3 separate regions of the Mus musculus genome follow, and all the other regions are linked to region 1. Evidence: chromatin contacts called from public promoter capture Hi-C data. All regions are on one chromosome and are shown on one strand. The core of a region is the stretch at or near the end of the contact, and the rest is flanking DNA. Distances in the headings are between cores, read along the strand shown.

What was found. Promoter capture Hi-C pulls out the DNA fragments that hold promoters and counts their contacts.
Region 2: a promoter capture Hi-C map of liver shows a contact between it and region 1, with 2.2 times the contacts expected there. The contact joins the promoter of Homer2 here to the promoter of Vps33b in region 1.
Region 3: a contact with region 1 is called in a promoter capture Hi-C map of liver, with 2.7 times the contacts expected there. The contact joins the promoter of Ramac here to the promoter of Vps33b in region 1.

What each region holds. Positions count from the first base shown.
Region 1 is chr7:80,268,382-80,272,086 of GRCm38.p6, reverse strand. Vps33b (vacuolar protein sorting 33B) reads right to left here and starts at 2,432. Exons shown (of 23, transcript NM_178070.4): 1 at 2,008-2,432. The coding sequence starts at 2,103.
Region 2 is chr7:81,705,380-81,708,574 of GRCm38.p6, reverse strand. It overlaps Homer2 (homer scaffolding protein 2), which reads left to right and starts at 1,650. Exons shown (of 9, transcript NM_001164086.1): 1 at 1,650-1,816. The coding sequence starts at 1,812. It overlaps Gm32579 (a long non-coding RNA gene), which reads left to right. Exons shown (of 2, transcript XR_391652.2): 2 at 1-423.
Region 3 is chr7:81,761,199-81,764,642 of GRCm38.p6, reverse strand. It overlaps Ramac (RNA guanine-7 methyltransferase activating subunit), which reads right to left and starts at 1,690. Exons shown (of 3, transcript NM_025997.2): 1 at 1,587-1,690.

The sequences.
Region 1 (3,705 bases), core at 1,183-3,682:
AACACATGGGCACATGTGTATACACATACCCATATACATGTGAACAAGCATGCCTACATGCATGTACACATGTGAACATGTACACATGTGAACACGCATGCCTACATGCCACATGCACAGACAAAAAGAAAAAAAAAAACAAAACAGAAATTAGTATGGGGAAGGTAATAGTGCCCAGAGTCCTTATGACCTTGACCTTGTGGTGTCTCTTCTGCCGCAATACTCTCCACTAATAAGGTTCTATCTTAGTCTCTACTACTCTCCAGCACTTATCTTGCCATTCTCCACATACTTTTTGAAACACTTTCATGTGCAAATCTCTACGCTAGCATTATGGGACATACAAAGGAGAAATACCATACGGTCCTGTGTCCCCTAAGGTTCTCTCTCTCTCTCTCTCTCTCTCTCTCTCTCTCTCTCTCTCTCTCTCTCTCTCTCTCGGCTAGAACCTAGGGTTCCAAAGGAGAGAAATGGAACTATACAGTGAGGAACACCCATAGCCCCTAACTATTAGCACTTTAACTTGACTTCAACTCCAAATTAATCAACTTTCTTCACTTAGCCTCTTCCTCTGTGTGTGTGTGTGCCCACGCGCATTTTGTGTCTACATGCATTTGACTTACACGTGTGTGCTTTTCAGTTTCGTTCAATGTTGGCACAACAATTTTTCATTAAGCACCTGCTATGTGGCTGATTCTCAGCTCAGTACTTGATGCTGGGCAGAACACACACTATTCCTATACCTGAGAGGCTTCCATGAACAATAAGCAAACCATAACAATAAGCAAACCATTACAATGACAGTAGCAACACTACTGTCCTAATAACACAGACTAAGTCAACTTTGGTACTTCCTCAATATTTACAACTAATCAATATCTCTGAATGTTCTTTCACTGTAATTTATAAATCTATCACAAGTCAGGTGTGCTGGCAAATTCCTGTAATGCTAGCACTTGGGAAGGCTGAATCAGAGGTTTTGCCAGAGGATACCCTGGGCTACATAGTACGACCTAAAGAAACAAAACCAACAACCAAACCCCATCATTTCTCTCCTTTCTACTGCCATCAGTTTTTTGTAAGCTTTTACTACTTTAATCAGTATTCTCTGAACTAGCCTGCTGTCCAATTGCTCTTCGTTACAAACCACTATGGCAAACATTGCTTCACACTACAAATGGGTGTGGGTCTTCAGCCTGCTGTGTAATTTGTTTGTTTGGGTTTGATTTTTGTTGTTTGTTTGTTTTTCAAGACAGGGTTTTTCTATGTAGCCCTGGCTGTCCTGGAACTCACTCTGTAGATCAGGCTGGCCTCAAACTCAGAGATCTGCCTGCCTCTGCCTGTGAAGGAATGAATGCACTGGGATTAAAGGTGTGTACGACCACCCTTTCTTTCCCATGGGGAACAATGGATGAAACCGAGAACCCTGCCTGGGCAATTGTCTAACCACTGAACTTTATTTCCAACCTACAGTGTAACTTCTGTTAGCTCTTTCCTCTGCTCATGCACCGGTCCTTCCCTGCTAGGCTTCCCATCTAGCAGCCCAACTGCCTGAATGTGCACGATGTTCCTGCTCCAGAGAAAGCATGTCTATTCTTCAAACTCTAGATCTCAGGAAACTCTTAGATCGCCCCAGCTGTTGTTTATTCTAAACTTTTCCGGAAGTCTAGAATTCACTTACCATCCAGCACCCTTTAGGGGTCATTATTTCATAGGGCATCTCCTGGAATGTAACTAGTGACAGAGGTATTTCAACTGTATTTCCATCTCCAGTGATGCCTGGCACAAGTGTGTCTTTTTCATTTGCACAGAGGCTGGCAATTTCCATTTATTCTCTGGCCAGGTCTCAAGCAACTGTTACTACTCTGGTTTTTCCTGTTGACCGCCCCATTTTGGATCTGTCTCAGAAGCTCAAAGAAAAAAAACCAAGGGACTCAGCAAGGAAGAAGTCACATTGAGGGCCACACTGTTGACGCAGTAAAGGCGCCGGCCACGGCAGGCACTGACCTGTTCTAGCAGATAGATGAGCTGGTCCCGAGCCAGCCTCTTGAGCATAGAGAAGTCGGGAAGCTCAGGGGCGTCCAGCCGATGGGGAAAAGCCATGGCAGCGGTCACCTGAGCCACCGTGTGAGAGCAGCAGAATTCTCCCTGTTCTGCAAAGGCCGGCGACAGCCCAAGGTGTTACTGCAGGCTGGTACCCCGCTTGCCTGGGCTCTGGATCCCAGGACCCCCAAGGGGCCCTCGCTCCTCTGCCGTACTCGACGGATGAATGACCGACCACCTCCCGGACGGACGGCCACAGGCTCAGGCGACTCTCCTTGGAGACCTATAGTCACTGGTCCCGCCCGAGTCCACTCAGCCTGTCAGCAGGATTCCCAACGACATCCGCACACTCGGCAGCGTGCCGGGGAACCCCGCCTCCTACCCAGAGAAAAGCCACTTCCTAGACATCCCGGAAGTCCGGGTCTCCCAGTTAGCGATTAGAGCACTAGAAGGGGACGGCGGCCGGGAAGGGACATTTGAAAACGGGAGTGAATCTTTTCACAGGTTTACTTTGTGTGAATGTGAGCGGTGTGTGTGTTTGAAACCTAGTCTGCAGAGCACAGTGTGTGTGTGTGTGTGTGTGTGTGTGAGAGAGAGAGAGAGAGAGAGAGAGAGAAACCTAGTCTACAGAGCGCTGATTGCTGGAGTCTCAGCTGTTAATTTAGTCTCCAACTATTCAGTCCTTAGCTTCCTGGTAATAGAAGGTAAGCGAGCAGTGTAAAGAGGAATGAATGTGTTAGACTATGAAAGTTAAGGCTTGCCAGCTGTAACCCTTGGCTATTGGAGTTCGATTTGTTAATGGCCATTATGGAAGAAATGAATAAGCTTGTGGCACAATCATGCTACAAAACAACTGTACAAATTAAAGAGGCAAAATACAGAAGTAGTCAGCTGGTAGTGGTGCACGCCTTTAATCCCAGCCATTGGGAGGCAGAGGAAGGTGAATCTCTAAGTTTGAGGCCAGCCTGTCCTACAGAGTGCGCTCCTGGACTACCAGGACCACACAGAGAAACCCTGTCTAGAAAAACCAAAACAAAAATCAAAAACAAGCAAAAACACAGAAACACATCTATATAGTGTTGTTTACATAGAATTTGTTTATGAAACAAGGTCACAATATGTAGGCCATGCTGTCTATTGCAGATAGGAGCTGACTGGGGAAATCAATAAATGAAATAATGGGAGAAAGGGTGAGGTATAATACTTTGTTGTTTAAAAAAGAAAGAAAACAAAGGCAGTCTGTCATCTTGGTGGGTGTCTGTAAACCCAACCCTTCGAAGCAGAGAGAGGGATCAGGAGTTCTCGGCTACTCTGGTCTCCACAGAAAGTTGAGGGAAGCTGGGGTACAGCTCAGTGAATGAAAGGGTGGAGACTAGAGTTTGGATCCCCAGCACCCACAAACATGCTAAGGGGGTGTGACATCAGCTCAGTAACTTCAGCACTCCAAAGTCAGAGGCTGGGGATCCCTCAGGCAAGCTGTCTAGCTAGACTAACCTAATCACCTGGCTCTGGGTTCATCAGAAAACCCTGACTCAAAAGGTTAGCTGGAGAGCTAGCAAGGACTCCACCCCAACCTCTGGCCAACCCCTTCCCTGCCTCCCCAACTCCCACTCCCTCAAAGCAGAAACTCACCTGGGACAAATGACCCAGCTTCTAAAAATA
Region 2 (3,195 bases), core at 401-2,900, 1.4 Mb before region 1:
CTTGAACACCACTGGGCTCCTTTGCTCAGAGTCTTGTTTTCCATACCCCTAACACACATTTGCTGGCTCCTGCTTTTGATCCTCCTACTTCTGGCTTCTTTCTGGGACTTTACCAGTGACCCCTTCCCTTCAGCACCTTGGCACAGCCCTGGTCTTTGGAATTCAGCTTGTGTTAGAAGAACTTCCTCTGGGGCTGACTGTTCATTAGTCTTGGCTCTAAACAGAGTCACCTGTGTGCACAGATCCTGACCAATTTTGTATAGATAGGGCTTGGTCTGTTTACTTATTCATTCAACAAATATTGGTGGAAGACTTTGAATTCCCATTGTAGGTAGTAGAGGTTACAATTATGGGCAAAAAGCCACATCTTTCTAAGAGTTTGCAGGTGTGTCTGGAATATTAAACCAATAATTTTACACGAGATACTACTAACAGTAAGTGCAAGGAAGAAAAATGGACCGGAACAATGCCATCCACGGCCTTCGGTTAAGCCCCTAAGGGACGCGACAGTGTAACAGTGATCTGAAGCACATGTAGGAATGAAGGGGAAAAAAATCTTCCCAGACAGAAAGAAGAGCACGTGGGTAGGCTGAGAGAATGGCCAGCTGGCTGGAGTGCGGCGAGCAAGGGCAAAGTGAGAGGGCTGGAGGTGGTAGTGGACTGGCCAGGCTCATCCCAAGGACAGTGGGAGGGGAGCCTCAGATCAACTTGTATTTCAGAAATTACTGACCACCGTTTAGAAATGGGGTGGGTGCTCTTGTGAGGTGAAGGAGCTAGGTAGCTAGTCACAGTGGCCTGAAGGGAAATGAGGGCAGGGGCACGGTGGTGGCCCTATTCCAGTTGCTTGTCCTTGCCTTCTCCTCCCAGTCCCTGTCTGTCCAGAGATGCCAGGCTTGTGTGGGCAATGTGTGCTCAGCCGAAGACAATCCCGTGGAAGGCCCAGTGTGGGGTGATGGTTAGGTTGGCTCCAGTGCTGGCCTTTGGTAGGGAATCATAGCCAAGCTTAAGGAAGCCTCTCAAATTTTGCCAACTCGCTATGCTGAGGGTGTGCGTTTCTGTCTTTACCCAGGGAAGAGTTCAGGGAACCTGCTTTGGGCTACAGAATCCTCCTTGCCATCTTACCCTCCAGGATTTTAAGGCCACTCAGCCAGACAGGTGGGCAGGAAGACGAAGGTGGGCATTAAATGGGGTGGGGAGCAAATCGTGGTCCTGCCCATCTCAGACTCTGGAGACGTGAGATCTAATCTGAGACTGTGACCTTGGTCACATCATTTCTCCTCCCTGGGGGGCTTCGGTTCCCTCATCTGCAAACTAAAGGTGGCCAAAAAGTCCCTGCCAGCTGCGACTTCAAGTCCAGCAGGTGGGACATCCCGTCCGAGGCGCGGCGCCAAGCTTGGCAGGGCGCGCGGGTGCGGGGTCGACACAGGAGAGGAGGGGGCTGCTGGAAGAAGCGGCGACTGCGCGGCAGCGCGGGGGACGCTGCACACGCTGCCGCGCCCCCAGCTCCAGGCGGGCGGCGGCGGCCCGGGGGCCACGAGGTTACGTAAGGAGCGGGCGGGAGGGACCGGCGGCTCCGCCCGAGCGCGGCCGCCCAGCCCCCGGCCGCCCAGCCCCCGCCCTCCCGCCCGCCCGCGCCTGGCGGCGGCCCCGACACCGGCAGAGCAGCCGCGCAGCCGGCGGAATGGAACGGCGCCGGGGCTGAGCCGGGCGCACTCGGGCCGCCGCATGTGCCGCGCGGGGAGCAGCTGCCGAGCGGGCGGAGAGCGAACGCCAGGGGCCCCGTCGGAGCGGCCGCACGAGCAGCGCCGGAGATGGGGTGAGTGAGCTCGCGGAGCGCCCGCGAGGGGCTACGGGCCGCCGGTCGCGTGCTGCGGCGGGAGCTCGGGGCGCCCCCGGCCTGGGCGCGGACTTTGCGCCTGGAGCCCACGGCCCTTCCCGTCTCAGCCAGCCGGGCGCGGAGACACCTGGCGGGGACCCGCACCCGGGCTGGTCTCGGCGCCTCGGCCATTCCGCGGTCTCCTTGCCCCTAGCGCGAGCAACTCCAGGGCCTGGGTTTGTGAGTGTGAAAAGCAGTTTGCCTTTCTTCACGGCTGCATTTACAGCCAGCGACATAGAAATCGAAGTTTTCCTGGAAAGGAAACACACCCAATAATAACCCTTCAGCGTAGGAATAGTGGACTTGTAGGCAGCGTTGAGATGCGACAATCTGTTAGGCACCTAGGTGAGGCTCCAGATGCTTGGGAGGGAAGTTGGAGCACTCAGTTGAAGTGACTAATGCTCCTGAGTATATAAAGTAATTTTAAAAGCAGGATTGATTTCTCTTCGGCGTCTCTCCGAGCAGTAGGCGCTGTGAGTCAGGAGCCACTGTGCTAATAACACAGTAACTCTTTACATCTGCTCGCCGATGTGAGCGCACACTCATGGTGTTTCAGTCTCTATGCGAGATATGGTTTGTGTGCTTGCTCTCCACAAGAGGAAACTGAGGCCGGTTTAGTTGGGAGACTTCTCCCAGCTTGAACAGCTGATACATTTGTAAAAGGGGAATACTTAGTGTGTGGTTGCTCACCGGCAGAAGCTAGGCCACTGCCTGACTGGCCATGAGGATGGTTAAGGACATCAGAGGTCTGTCTTCTGCTGCTGAGCCCAGTGTTCTTCAAACAGCCTTTCATGGGGCCCAGAGGCCTCTGCTGTGTAGGTGGTCTAGAGAACTAGCTTCCCTTTGGGGATGGGTGCCATGGGAAGAGTCATGATCGCCCTGGTGGCCCCACCAGCCCCTATGGGGCAGTGGCTTTACTGTGCTTAGCTCCAGACAAGCCTCAGGAGTGGCTTTCTCCGTGGAGCTGGTAGAGTTTTGGAGGGAGCAGAGGCAAGCAAGGTAGAGCTCCGGGTAGGAGAGCAGATGGCTGTGGACGCCAAGATGGAACAAGGGGGACAGAGGGCCCATCGGAAGTTTGCTTAGGAATATTGATGCCTATCCAAGAGACTTATGTTGGACGACTGGGAGGCCAGAGATAGACAGTCATCCTACCCAGAAGGCAGATTTTTGTAACATTTTCAGCCATCTCTCAGCAGATATGAAAGAACTCATCTTTGAGCAGAAGGAATCTTTGAGACGCTCAGGTTTCATAGTTAAAAAACAAAAGCTTTGGGAAGGAGTTGGCACACGTGGAAGGTAAAAGGACCTGGTGATTTTAA
Region 3 (3,444 bases), core at 441-2,940, 1.5 Mb before region 1:
CTGGTCTATAGAGTATGTTCCAGGACAGCCAGAGCGATGTAGAGAGACACTGTCTCAAAATAAGACAAGGAAAACTCCCAACTAATTAAAAGTGTCCACAATTCCAAACTACCCACAGAAGCCACTAGAAGAATGCCCCATTCCCAATTAAGACAGACATTCACAAGGCAAGGAAAAGGCACAATTTATTCTATTTTCCCCATACCCTACCACATAGGTATCTTCATACTTATTCATGAGAATGGAATTGAAACAAAACCTTAATGCAAGCTTTACTTAACCCAAGGATTTGAGACAACTATATTGTTTAATGTTTAGGTTGATTAAATATGGGCTGAGGCCAACACTACCAAAAGACAAGAGAATGTGGAAGAGGGAAAAGTCAAGAGGCCTTAACAAAGAACTACAGGCAACCAAGGAATGCGGAGAGCAAGAGAAATAGTCTTCTCAAGGGAAGAGCACACCAACTGGTTCTCTAATGCCATATTTGATTAGCCCCGAAAACACACGCATAAGTAACAATATATGAACTGAGCAGGTTGTATATATCTACATATTACTAAAGAGACTATGAATTTGAAAGAGCTGAGGGGATAAAGGGAGGGTCTAAAGGGAGGAAAGGGAAAAATGTTATTATGATGTAAAAATATACAATACATATGTATAATAATCACATAAAGCACAATTACATAATATATAAAATATAATTATATAATAAACATATAAAAGAAATAATAGAATAAATAATATTAAGAAAATACGGCTGGGGGGAAGGGGGTCTTGGAAGAAACCTCAAAAGATGAGGGAAGTGTCAGAGAGATAGCTCAGTGGTCGAGAGCGCTCACTACCCTTCCGATGGACCACAGATCAGATCGCAGCACCCACGCTGCTCTCAGCTGCCTGTAATATAGCTCCAGGGGAACAGACGCCCTCTTCCGGCCTCTGCGGGCGCCAGCACACGCAACCCGCAGACAGACAGACACACAACCCGCAGACAGACAATTCTTCCCCACCCCGCAAAGGCGTGCGTGGGCAGAGGAGCTGTGCACACACACGTCTCGATCTGAGTGGGCAGGATTAGAGACCCAAGGATCTCAGTCCTAGCAGCCTACGAGGAAACTCGAGCTTCCACGGAGGAACTCGGAGAGGCGACGACCCTCGTCGCCTCGGTCGTCACCAGCTACAAGCTAGGTCAGGCACGGGCAACCAGGGGCCGCGCGCTCTCTGTCGCTGCGGCCGACAGCCTTCCTGGCACTTGGATCCCACCAACCTCCTCACCACATAGAGAACCGCACAGAGCTTTGCCTGCGGTCGGCCGACCCTGGCTCGGCTGCTCTCCAGAGCGGAGCCCCGAGCACGGAGCAGGATGACTGACTAACCACTGCGCATCCCAGCCCGCCAGCCGACGCGCGGCTGACGACGGCCGGGACAAAGCGGCTCCTTCCAGAACTGCCGTCAGGAGCCGAGCTGCGGAGAAAGAGGCTCCGAGGGGCAGCGACCTCCGGCCTCTCGCACTTTCCGGCCCCAGGCCCCCATCACCTCCGCCGCCCCGGGTGGGAGATTCATCCGCCATGTGCGGTACTCACCCTTCATGGGACGCACTGGAGACCTCGGGCGTCCACACCGCCGCACCCCACCCGGCTCTCCAAGGTAAACAAACGCTCAGGAATCCCTCAACCACCCGACTTCCGCTTCCGGAGCGTGTAAGGCGGAGTCTCGTGCCAAGTCTCTCGAGATCTAGAAATCCTCGCTTCCCCCTCCCCCCCCGCCACGCCCCTCACATTCGAACCTTGGCGCGGCCCTAGGGAAGCTCCGCAGGGTCGAGCAAAGTGGCGATGGTGGGCAGTGCGGTCATTCGCAGCCAGTGCCTGGTGACCGTCGGGGAGAGGATATCGTCATGTATAAAATCCCTCGAACTGGCAGTGCCTGGTGCACTGGTACGGGAAGTCTGAGAGTAGGACTAGGAGGGAAGGCTGCTTGTCAATGGAGACCCCAAAGCCGGAGCCCGGGCGGCGGGGCGGAGGAGCAGACGAGACTGCTCTGCTTGGGCGATGCCCACCCGGTTCTTAGCCGGCCTGGGCAGTAAGGCTCCTGCGCACCGTTGTCTATGTGTGTTTGCAGAGACGAACCCACGCCTCCACTGCCCGTATTCCGCTCGCTCCCGAAGTCTCCGCTCTTCTCGGTTGTTTGCAAGTGTGGCAATGCCAGCTGTTGACTAGCCACTTTTCTCAGATTGCTCCCCGGACCTTGCCCTCCTCTTGGGAATACGATCAGCCTGGAAAGTTTAGTGTCAAAATGGGATACCTTAGGGCTGGAGAGGATAAGAACACTTACTGCTCTTCTTGGAGCCCTGAGTTCAATCCCCAGCAACCACATGGTGGCTCACAGCCATCTGTAATGGGATCTGATGCCCTCTTCTGGTGTGTCTGGAAACAACTATAGTGTACTCATAAATAAAATAAAGCTAAAAAAAGAATACCTTTTCTTTCCACGCCCTGGTCAGATGTCTCGTTCTGTTATTTGGTCCTTGTGACTCTGGTTTTCATCCATTCCCATCCCCACTGACTCCTCATCCAAGTTCTCTCTACACTCCCTGAACAGAGCACCGATGCCCTTCTTCCTAAGTCACTGCCCCTCACCAGCATATCACCAGACAACTGCCGTAGTTATAGTCATATTCAAGCACAACTGGGATGCAAGATATTCAATAACTCCTTGCTGCCAAGGCCAACAATCTTAATTTGGATTCAAAATTCTATTTTCTGATATTTCTCTTTCATTCCCTCACAGTAAAGCAGACCAAATGCAGTAGTTCACGAATACTCATTATGTTTTTATAGCTTGCCAGTGTTCCCTTATGCTTAGAATATTGCCACTCCCCTACACACACACACCCCACCACCTCACCACCACCACGACCTCCAGATGTTGACATTGATATTACATCCATTCTCTAAGACTTTACAGGGAATGAGTTTTACTTCTGCTGGGTTCCACAGTACCTTCAGAACTTTATGTGTTAATACCATTTTCTACCTGTTTATACACACCTTTAATTTGTACATCACACTAGTATATAACACCGTACATAACTCAGTACTAGTATATAACTCGGTACCTACTTGTGGGATGAACAGTGGAACTATGTTCTAAACTATCCACGCCATAGTTTAGAAACACCAATGTAACAAAAATAGGCCAGTGCTGATGTGGGGATGCAGGTCACAGAAACAGTCATTACTAAATAGGCGATGGAAGACGAACAGGCGTGGAAAACGGAGACGAATCCACTTCTTCGGGCCTCAGAGTTGGCACTGGAGGACTTTCAGTTCCATTTGATTGAACTAGTTAAGAGCACGAAGTGATAAAGAGCACAGTGGTGATGGACACCCAACCCTAGGGCGGTGGAGGGGGATGATGGGTTCAAGGTCACCCTCAGCTACA